Linked DNA regions of Triticum aestivum: region 1 is linked to region 2. Evidence: chromatin contacts called from public Hi-C data. All regions are on one chromosome and are shown on one strand. The core of a region is the stretch at or near the end of the contact, and the rest is flanking DNA. Distances in the headings are between cores, read along the strand shown. Region 1 holds the start of LOC123051563 (WEB family protein At2g38370). Region 2 overlaps LOC123048710 (a long non-coding RNA gene).

Region 1 (5,388 bases), core at 529-3,028, 81 kb after region 2:
TTTTGGCTTCTTCCAGCCTTGTGAGTGACTCCGACTTTGATTGGTTGGCTTCGTCGACATGGACCATGGCAGCTGCAATCTTGTTCCTTGAGCTTTCATCGGCCTCTCGAGCCATCGAAGCAAGCTCGGAGTACTCTTCCACTGAAAGGCTCACTCCATCTTCACCCTGGAGACCTTCAGCTGAGGCTTCACTGCAGAGTAGGGCCTTGATCTCAGCTAGTGCAAGAGCTTCAGCTGCCCTTGCTGCTTCCTCCATCTTCTTGGCAGCAAGACATCTCACTTCAGCAGTGCCGATGGTGGCCTTGGTCTGCTCAATCTCGGCAGCTAACATCATGGCTTCAGATTTCGACGCATTTGCTGCATTCCTGAGCTGCTCTATCTCGGTAGTCATCCTCTTGATCTCGAAGAAGATGTCCGAGGGGTCCTCGCGCCTTCTCTGCAGGTCCTTCAGCGTCTGCAGCTTCTGCGTGGTCTGGTCCAGCTCCTGCTTCAGAGAAGAAACCAAGGTGGCGTCCGAGGACACCTTCTCCCGGCTCCTCTCCACCAAGACTTTCTCCGTCGCGATGTCGTTGCGCAGCGACTCGATGGAGGCTCTTATGGCAGCGAGATCACCCGTGGTTCTGTTCAGGTTCGACTTTGCCTGCTCGAGCTCCATCAGAACCAAGTTAGTATGCTGCTGCTGCTGCTCTTGTTCGTCTAGGCCGGCGCACATGTCCACATCGGCTCCATCATTTCCCTCAGGCTGCCTCACTTCAGGTTCTGCTGCTTGCATTTCTGCACCTTCAGCATTTCCCTCAGGCTGCTGCTTTGCTTCAGGTTCTGCTGTTTGCTCTTCTTCGGTAGCTTCAGCGTTTCCTTCAGGCTGCTTCACTTCAGGTTCTGCTGTGGGCACTTCAGTGAGAGAGCAATTGCTCTCTTGCTGTTGCTGCTGCTTCTCTTCTTCAGGCTGCAATGTATCTTCAGCCGTTTTCTTCTGAATCTTGAGCTTCAAATCTGCGATGATCTTCTTGGCAGACTCGAGTTGTTTGAGCACATCGAGCGTCTCCCTCTCCTTGGCGCCGAGCTCCTTCTCTATCTGCGCCGTCTGCTCCGCCAGATTGACGCATTGCTCGTCTTCAGTCCCCCCACACACAGTCTGGTTCTGTTTCTGCAGGCGGAAAATGTGGCAAGAACAAAATCAATCGAGAGAAGAGAAACATTAGTGCTGGCTGATTTTACTAGCCGCATTTGCCACCGAATCGCGGACAAGAACCGCTCCGCTCTGCTCCTAATTGAATGACGAACTAACCCAAAGTACAGGGGTACGGCCATGTAGTACTGTGCAAGAACAAAAAGTACTCTGCGGAACAGGAGATGGCACCGTTCCTCCGCCAATAATGTAAATCGGGGCAAGATGAGCCGCGGCAAGATGGAGAAGAGGGGGGAGGAGGTCGCACTGACCTTGTGGTGCGCGAAGATGCGGTTGACGAGGTGGGAGCTCCAGGCGGCGCTGCCGCCGAAGCGGTCGACGGCCTCCCGCACGGACTCGAACGGCGCCGAGGTGTCGATCTCCGCCCTGCCGCCGCCGACGCCGCACGCGCCAGCGGAGGCCGGGGCCAGGTCCTCGCCGTTCACCGGGACGCGCACGGGGAGCAGGGGCGGCCGGGCCTCCTCTTCCATTCCTTTCTCTCTCGGGTCCTGCGCGTGCTGCTGGGTCAGGGTTCTTGGGTTTGGGCGAAGAGCGAGGGAGAGAGTGGGGTGGGGTGGGGTGGTGGGTGGGCTGCAAGCGGACAACGGGGGAGTGTGGCTCGCTTCGCTTGGGTAGTAGTCGGATTTAATAGTGGTCGTTGACCGGCTGCTGCTGAGGTAGCCGTTGGGCCGAGACTGAGACTGCTGCACGCTTGTCGCTAATCACGGCAGCAAATGGAGCAGTGGCGGTGTACATTAAGCATGATGACACGGAAAACAGTGCGGCTGAGGCAGCTCTTCGTCACGGCCGGACCCGCGGGTGGTTCTTTCTTCCTTTAATCTTTGTGGTGGCAGAGGGCCGTTGCGCACTGCGTGACAACTCCCTCGGCGGTGCACGAGCGTCCTGCCATGCTTGCTTGCATTATTACCGCGGCGTCGGCCTTGCGGTGCCGACCGTCGTTCGGCGGGCATCACGAGGTGGCAGTGAATTGAGCCGTTGCTTGGATACATCATCTCTTGTCACGGTCCCTCGTACCACTGCTCTCTCTCTCTCCTCTCTTTCAGTGATTCACTCTCTTTCACATGACGACGATTGACAACAGTGACATGGGCTTGGCTGCATAGTTCAAAAAACCGGATTGGCAACCAAATGGCGGTTCAGGTGTTCATCGGTTTGACCATCGGGTTAGTCATCGGTTCGCTGGGTAGATTCTTTTAAGCCTATCATCATCACATGAGTTGCTACCGATGGGACAAAACCTACTTGTAGTTAGTACAAATTTGGGTCATCTATTTTGAAACAGAGGGAGTAGAAGCTATGAACAGAAAGTTTCGCCATGCATTTTACCCTCCAGCTCTTCCCCTTCCCAAGTCCCCATGACAAGTTAAAACATGGTGTATGTAATAAATTTGCGATAGTCTAAGAAAATAAATTACCATGGTCTAGTTTTTTTTTTCCCATGATACCTGTAATAAAATTGCACATCGCAAAAATAGGAAAAATGTTCTTTATAAACATTTCAACTTTTGAATTTGTCTAACGGTCACAATGCAAATTTATGAATTCTGTTCTTTAAAATAAGATGGCAAGGTTAGGGGATTTATTCTTTGAAACGATGGCAAATTTAGGATTTGGCTATGCACACATGAGACAAGTGTAATTCCTAAGATTGTCGTTTGACCATTACAATTTTCCATGTTTTGGGACACAAAATTAATAAAATTTCCATAACATAATTAATAAAATTGCCATGGTCTGAAGAATAAAAATTGCCATGATACCAAAAAATAAAACTAACATGGTCTAAAACATAATTGCCGTGCTACATAAATAGAAGCTGACATGGTCTATTAATTAATGAAATTACCATGGTCTAAGTAATTAAATTGCCAAGACTAAAAATAAAATTGTCATGGTACATACATTTAAACGGTCATGGTCTAATTAATAAAATTGTCATGCTCTGAGTAATAAAATTGCCATGGCACCTACAAAAAAGTAACATGTTCTAATTAATAAAAACGTCATGGCTAATTAGTAAAGTTGCCATGATACCTGTAAAAAAATTGTGCATGGCAAAATAGGAAAAATGTTCTCTAAAACATTTAAAATTTTGAAATATCATAATGGGTACATGTCAAAATTTATGAGCCATGCTTTTATATAAAAGTTGCCATGTGCAAAGCTCTCAAGATGCTATGAAAGGGAAAAAAGTCTTTAAGTTACCATGATATTTTCCATGTGCATTGATCATAATTTTCCGAGGAAAAATCATTTTAAAAGTTCCCAAGAATTCAAAAACATCTATAAAAGTTTCCATGGCAAAATCCATGTTGAAAACATAGGCATTTAAAGGATCGATATAGTTGACTAGAGGGGGGGGGGGGTGAATAGGCAACTAACAATTTTTAGCTTTTCTTTACCAATTTATACCTTGCATCAAAGTAGGTTGTCTAGATATGCAACTAGGTGAGCAACCTATATGATGCAACAACAACAAGCGCACAAGCAAGAAAGGGATACAACACAATATAAGCGTGCACAAGTAAAGGTAAGAGATAACCAAGAGTGGAGCCGGTGGAGACAAGGATGTGTTACCGAAGTTCCTTCCTTTTGAGGGGAAGTACGTCTTCGTTAGAGCGGTGTGGAGGCACAATGCTCCCCAAGAAGCCACTAGGGCCACCGTATTCTCCTCACGCCCTCACACAATGCGAGATGCCGTGATTACACTATTGGTGCCCTTGAAGGCGGCGACCGGACCTTTACAAACAAGGTTGGGGCAATCTCCACAACTTAATTGGAGGCTCCCAACGACACCACAAAGCTTCACCACAATGGACTATGGCTCCGCGGTGACCTCAACCGTCTAGGGTGCTCAAACACCCAAGAGTAACAAGATCCGCTAGGGATAAGTGGGGGGAATCAAATTTCTCTTGGTGGAAGTGTAGATCGGGGCCTTCTCAACCAATCCCGAGCAAATCAACAAGTTTGATTGGCTAGGGAGAGAGATCGGGCGAAAATGGAGCTTGGAGCAACAATGGAGCTTTTGGGGGAAGAGGTGAGTCAACTTTGGGGAAGAAGACCTCCTTATATAGTGGGGGGAACAATCCAACCGTTACCCCCACAACAGCCCCGTAGAGGGCGGTACTACCGCAGGAGGCAGTGGTACTACCGCTGGTTACAGCGGTACTACCGCTCCCGAGGGCGGTACTACCGTGGAGCCTGGAGGGCAGGAGAGGACAGATCCGAGCGGTACTGCCGCGGCGGTTGGACGGTACTACCGCTCGTGAGCGGTACTGCCGCCCTACTGCCGCTGCGAAGTACCGCACTATCCGACACGAAAAAAGACCCCTCGAATCGAGACGGTAGGGGCCTGGTACCGTAGCGGTACTACTGCTGAGGACCCACCAGCGGTACTACCGCTGCGGAGCGGTACTGCCGCTTCTGACCCCCAAGCGGTACTACCGATGGGTACCGCGGTACTACCGCTAGGACCAGACTCAGCCCAAGGAGAGAGGAAGCAAAGCTCCAATGAAGCGGAAAGGCACAGAGGGTGTAAAGAGGATGTGTACGTGTTGATTCCACCCTAGCCTTGCCAAAGCGGACCTCCTCTTGATAGTACGGTGATCCCTATGAAACTAGTCCACCAAACTAATTCGAAAGGACTACACCGTCTTCGCTTCAAACTCTGAGGGGAGGTAATCGTCTCGTGCCAAAGGATGAATCTCTGAAAACACTCAATGCACACGATTAGTCCGCAAAAGCATTGTCATCAATCACCAAAATATCTTACGGATAAATATGCCCTTACAATCTCCCCCTTTTTGGTGGATTGATGACAATACGGGATTTGCACAAACGGGAAAAGACAAAGGACATAAGCAAACCCCCAAGTCTCTAAAATATAGACGGGCTCCCCCTAGATGTGTGCCATCAAGATAAGTGCTTTGGACTGCACGACACACATACTAGGATCAACACTCCCCCTGTATTTTAGAGACCAACAACCTAAGCGTGATACAAGAGAGCAGGATATATAACATAATAAGCATGCAACTCATGAGATACCAAAAGACTAGAGACATAGATAAAGATATGATAAGGATAAGGTAGCATATGTCTCACACCATATGACTGGAACTTAGGTCTCACGGAACACAAAACCAAACAAAGCACAAGGTAGCAAACACAACGAAAGCACAAAGACAAAGACACACTCG
Region 2 (5,552 bases), core at 654-3,153:
TGAGTTACCAATATTTTGTGCTTTTGAATAAGTAATTACTTAGGGCTTCTTTGATTCACAAAATCTCTAAAACGCGTGAATTGAGAAATAAATAGAAAGAGCGAACTGAGCAGAGCTCAGCTAGCTAGGTTCCTCGTAGTGGAAATTGCTTGTCTTGGTTCAAGTCCTAAACTTGACACATGTGCTCGCATTCTCCGAAATTTATTCCAGGCTTTTCGTCGATATTCGTTCAGCTGGCATCAGTCAACTATGAAGCGTGTGCAACGACTTTGTCAATCTCAATAACTATCGGCTGTCTCTCCAGGTGTTCATAGGAGGAGTGCGTGTAAAAAATAGAGTGGCATGACATATTGAATAATATATGATTGTTTTATTGCGCACGAAAAAAACTAAAGATTCTTCACATGATTGAAGTGGTAACAAATTCCTATGAACTATAGTATACATGAATTCTGGAATATTTTTTATGGATTGAAATCCTACAAACCAAATGATCGACATAAGGAAAATTGCCATGGATTGGAGGCGGTCGGCATGGTCTTCAACGAGATCGTTTCACCACCACACCATGAAAATCAACTACAGTTAAGTAACTTCTCTTTGGGCTTCTTTTTTTGTCGAACGCACAAGTACAAAGGATCCGGCGGCATGCCGCGGTTACAAACATCACCATGGCAACATATGGCGGGCAACCAAGAATGCCGTACAACGCCCTATCTCCTACCAATAACTATCTTCAAATGTCCGACAACCCTTTCACACCTGACAGCATCCACAACTAAATCTCGCTAGAAATGCGCTTAGAGTGCTCAGAAGCAACAACCGCCAAGCGCTAAAAGACACGTCTGTTACGCTCCTTCCACAACATCCAGACAGGAAGGAGGGCGATGGAGTCGAAGCCCTTCCTTTGCGACTTAGGGATTAACGCACGACTTGCGGGCCACCAGTCCACGAGAGTTGCATCCAGACTAGGCATGAGCTGATCAAGGCCGCAACAAGAGAGGGCAGAGTGCCATAGCTCTCTGGCAACCACGCATCGGCTTCAGAAGCCATCCCCAATCAACTGCAATTTGTGACACCACCGCACCGTGAAATCAGCTGCCATCAGCTGGAAAATGACATCCAAGGGAACTCCAGAATCAACCATCCATTTCACGACATTTTCCTAAAAAGGGACGTTCATCTCACTGATAAAAGGTGGATAGAATTATTGGTTCCACACATATATGCGTCAAACCAAACACGTACGTCATGATCCCATTATTTCAACGTTGAGATCGTAACAATACCGGACGGAATTCGAAGCAAGTTTTTCACTGAAAATCTTCCTACCGTGCACCGCGTCGCGCGAGGGGGCAGCCCTTGGGCGCCACGCAGAGCCCGTCGTGTCGACACCACAGGAAATGCACGCTATTCGCCTCCTTCCTTCCCATGATCGATCGAGCTATTTTATGTGCAGGCGGAGGGCCCGGGAAAAGATCGAGAGAGAGCAAGGGCAAACTAGCAGACGCATGCACCGACCACACGTATTGCTATAGAAAATGTCGCATGGACGTACGTACCGACATGTGTGTGTCAAGTAAAAGATCCGGCTCTGGCTATTTCTAAATGTTTTCCATATGCAGACGTGAGAAGGCGACGAAACCGGAGGTCCGGCGACGATGACACCTTGAGTCCTTGACGGACGGTAACGACACGCGCGTTCCACAGAAAAATCTCTCCCGCCGTCATGTAATATGTGAGTATGGACCGGCCTGTACGAACGGCGCCAATCATACGGATACCGCATATCGCACGTACGCGGTGCGTGCCGGCCGATGGATGCAACCACATGCGTGCGGGTGCCGTGTGTGGCGCGTGGCCGTGTACGGGTGAGCTCGTGGACCACACGGGCGCGCCCTGTGCCGGGCGCGTACACCGGCACTGAAACTGACGTCGTGGCTGGCAGTGCATGTGCATGTGCATGCAGCCAGTGCAGTGCTGCCCTCCCGGCCGGCTCCCTCCTTTCTTTGGCTCTCATCGGCCGGAAAATTATTCCACCGGCCATCATGCATTCTCAGGTCGATCGGCTACGTTGCAGCTTGCAAGGAAGTTGCGGGCGCGACCCCATCAACAGCATGGACTACGTCGTTGTAGTTGCCACGCCCAATCACGACCCGGAACGCATCCACGTCGTCGCCATCGGTGGCGCGACCGGCGCCATGTTCGGCCGGAAGCCCAAGGGTTAGGTGACAAAGGTGGCGCTGTTCTCGTACAGTCCCTCCACCAGCCGGCGCATTTAGCTCCGACACGGACGTCGCATCGTGGCACTAGAATCACACGACCTAGTACTCCTACAGGGTTCTGCTTTTTGTTGACGTGTATGTGCCGCTTAATAAATCGTACGGAGTTTAATCAAGGACCACTCATTCCTCGTCCGGTTGGTCTAGCCTGGGGTTTATGGACATTGCTAATGCTGGGATGGTGGTCGAGGGACCAGCGTTGGAACGGAAGGTAGGCTCGTGGCTCGTGGCGCAGCTGCATCGATCGATCACTCTCACCACCGGTTGGTACACTGCGAGTAGTCCGGAGCACACGCAGGCATCGATCACTTGCCGGTCGTGTACGGCCCTGTTTTTTTTATGGTGGAGATCGAGGACGTGGAATTCTGGAAAGGAACACCGAACACGTAGGCGGATGTCATGCGTATATGTCTTGGTTAGAGTGGTTTTCGTGTTCGAATCGTTCGTTATTAGGAGGTTTCCGTCGGTATCGTTCGGTGCACGTTAGGCCTTGGCGTGTTTAGATGTAACTGTGTGTAGGTCTGTGTTGCCTACGGCGAGAGCGATGTATGGGTGACGTCGTGATGATCCACGGGTGTAAAATGGCCTGATACTGTTTTGTAAGTCTGGCCTCTCACGTCGGTGTGCTCCGGACTACTCGCAGTGTACCAACCGGTGGTGAGAGTGATCGATCGATGCAGCTGCGCCACGAGCCGCCTACCTTCCGTTCCAACGCTGGCTGGTCCCTCGACCACCATCCCAGCATTATCAACGTCCATAAACCCCAGGCTAGACCCACCGGATGAGGAATGAGTGGTCCTTGATTAAACTCCGTACAGTTAATTAAGCAGAACATACACGTCAACAAAAAGCAGAACCCTGTAGGAGTACTAGTACTACGTGTGATTCTAGTGCCACGATGCGACGTCCGTGTCGGAGCTAAATGCGCCGGCCGGTGGGGGACTGTACAAGAACACCGCCACCTAGTAATCCTTGGGATGAGAGGGTCCATCCCAACTCCCAAGTTCCGGCCGAACAGCGCGCCGGTCGCGCCACCGAGGGCGACAATCGTGGGGAAGCTGTGGATGCGTTTCGGGTCGTGGTTGGGCGTGACAACTACTAGTACCGTGGAAGAGCAGAGCTCTCCGGAATTGTCTCCCTTGTCCGTAGTCCATGCTGATGATGGGGTGTCGCCGGCAAGTTCCGGGCAAGCTGCAACGTAGCCGATCGACGTGGGAGTGTATGATGGCTGGTGGAGTATTTTTCCGACCTGTGAGAGCCAAAGAAAGGAGAGACCGGACTCGGCTGGCCCTGCATGCACATGCACTGCCAGCCCCGACGTCCAAGTTTCACTTCCGGTGTACGCGCCCGGCACAGGGCTAGCCCGCGTGGTCCACGAGCCCACCTCCACACGGCCACGCGCCACACACGGCACCCGCATGCATGTGGTTCCATCGACCGGCCGGCACGCACCGCGTACGCTCGACATGCTGTATCCGTATGATTGGTGCCTTCGTACGGGCTGGTCCATACTCCATATGGGAGCGGCTACAGATACTCAACAAAGTGGTCAGTCGATTGTTAAACAAAGGAAAAAGATTGCAACCTAAAAGAAAACTGACTGACCCAAAACTATGGTCAGTCAGTCAGCCCAACAGAAAGAAAAGCTCAGTACTCTCTGTTTCTTTCTTCTGCTGTCTCTTTAGCCCAGAAAGAAAACGGGCCTGAACCCGCTAAGCTAAAGATCCAGTTAACGTACAGCTCACTAGGTCTTCCCCCTTGCCTCCTCTTCTTTCTTTCTCGACACCCACACAGCCGCCACCATGGGAGGAGAAAAAAAGCTCAGATCTCCTGTTGCCTTCTGATGTTTCTGCCCAACTTCTCCAGACGATTCTTGCTGGCAACTACCTTCTCCTTCGTCCACCAAACCAACAGCAGCAGATCTGCTAGAAAAATGGATAATCCTCAATTTCATACCCAGATCACAGATTGCATATTCTTTTTGATCTATGAAAAAAACAGGGAGAAATGCATATTCATGCAATGGGGAAAAATAAGAAGGGATGCTCACTGCCTGAAGAACAAGATGGACAACAAAATTTGCACTTCCATCATACAAAATTTGCGCACATTTTACAACAGCAAGACTGATATTAACCATTTTGATAACGTAATTTAGTGTTTACTGGAGGTAAATACATTAATTTGTACAAAAAGCATTTAACCTACATGGATTACAGGGTAGCTGATTGAATTCATAATCTTTTACCTTCATAAAACTTGCACCCTCAAACTACTAGACTTGCACACACTTTGTAAAGAGAGAAAAAATGATATACAATCTAAAAACTAAACTTGCATGCTTAAAATGCTAAAATTGCACATTCATCACAGTAAATTTGCGCACATTTCACGACAACAAAACTGATATTGCAGGACGTATATATATGAACGTAGCAACACCCAATTCACAAAAAATATAACTACAGCAAAGAAAACTAATCCACAAAAAATCAAAATTTACAAAAAAAGAACTTGCATCATCATCATACTATACTTGCGCACACTTTATCAGAGCGAAAAATTCAAAAAACCCTTGAAACAAAAATGATACTACGAAAAAATGGAAACTACTGTAAGAAAGAACCCAATACTAAATTTAGATGTGTACAAAATGATACCCTAGTTTGAGATTAACTGCATGTATAAACATCGATATCCTAGTTTGAGGTGAACTGCAAATTTCATAAACCCCTTAATTATACCCCGTCTCACTAGAAACAGATCATAAAAATGGATACAAAAATGATATCTACTGAATTTACAGAGTAACTCAATCAAACTAAGAATTATAACTAAATCACAAACCTAAACCATAAAAAAATAAAAATAAAAATAGCATCATCATGTAACTAAATCTTGCACGCTATTAACAACAGCAAGCAAATCATGAACTGTGTGAAAAAAGTTTTACTGCAAGTAGACACATTGATTTGTACAAAAAGGCATTTAACCTACATGGATTACAGGGCACCTAAGTGAATTCACAAAAATAACTACAACAACGAAACTAATCCATAAAATTCAACATTTACAAAAATAAAACTTGTATCCTCAAAATACTAGACTTGCACACACTTTATAAGAGAAAAAAAATGATATACAAATCCAAAACTAAACTTGCATGATCAAAGTACTAATATTGCACTTTCATGATACTAAACTTGCGCACGTTTTCCAACAGCAAAAGACTGGTATTATCCTTTTCAATAACGTAATTTAGTTTTTACT

The links. A called contact is a pair of places that touch in the nucleus more often than the background predicts.
Region 1: a contact with region 2 is called in a Hi-C map of leaf, with 4 times the contacts expected there. The contact joins the promoter of LOC123051563 here to the enhancer-like site in region 2. A contact is called at or near these places in 4 of 5 Hi-C or Micro-C datasets (leaf and root).

The regions. Positions count from the first base shown.
Region 1 is chr2D:62,042,707-62,048,094 of IWGSC CS RefSeq v2.1, forward strand. LOC123051563 (WEB family protein At2g38370) reads right to left here and starts at 1,779. Exons shown (of 2, transcript XM_044474473.1): 1 at 1,441-1,779; 2 at 1-1,147. The coding sequence starts at 1,659.
Region 2 is chr2D:61,961,183-61,966,734 of IWGSC CS RefSeq v2.1, forward strand. It overlaps LOC123048710 (a long non-coding RNA gene), which reads right to left. Exons shown (of 4, transcript XR_006423362.1): 4 at 3,811-4,204. Among protein-coding and RNA genes, the nearest start is that of LOC123048710, 4.6 kb to the right of the region's middle. Within about 2 kb of position 1,904, at least 4 of the 8 cell types and tissues checked have an H3K27ac peak or open chromatin away from gene starts, as enhancers often do. A contact at or near this core is called in leaf, where this site is marked.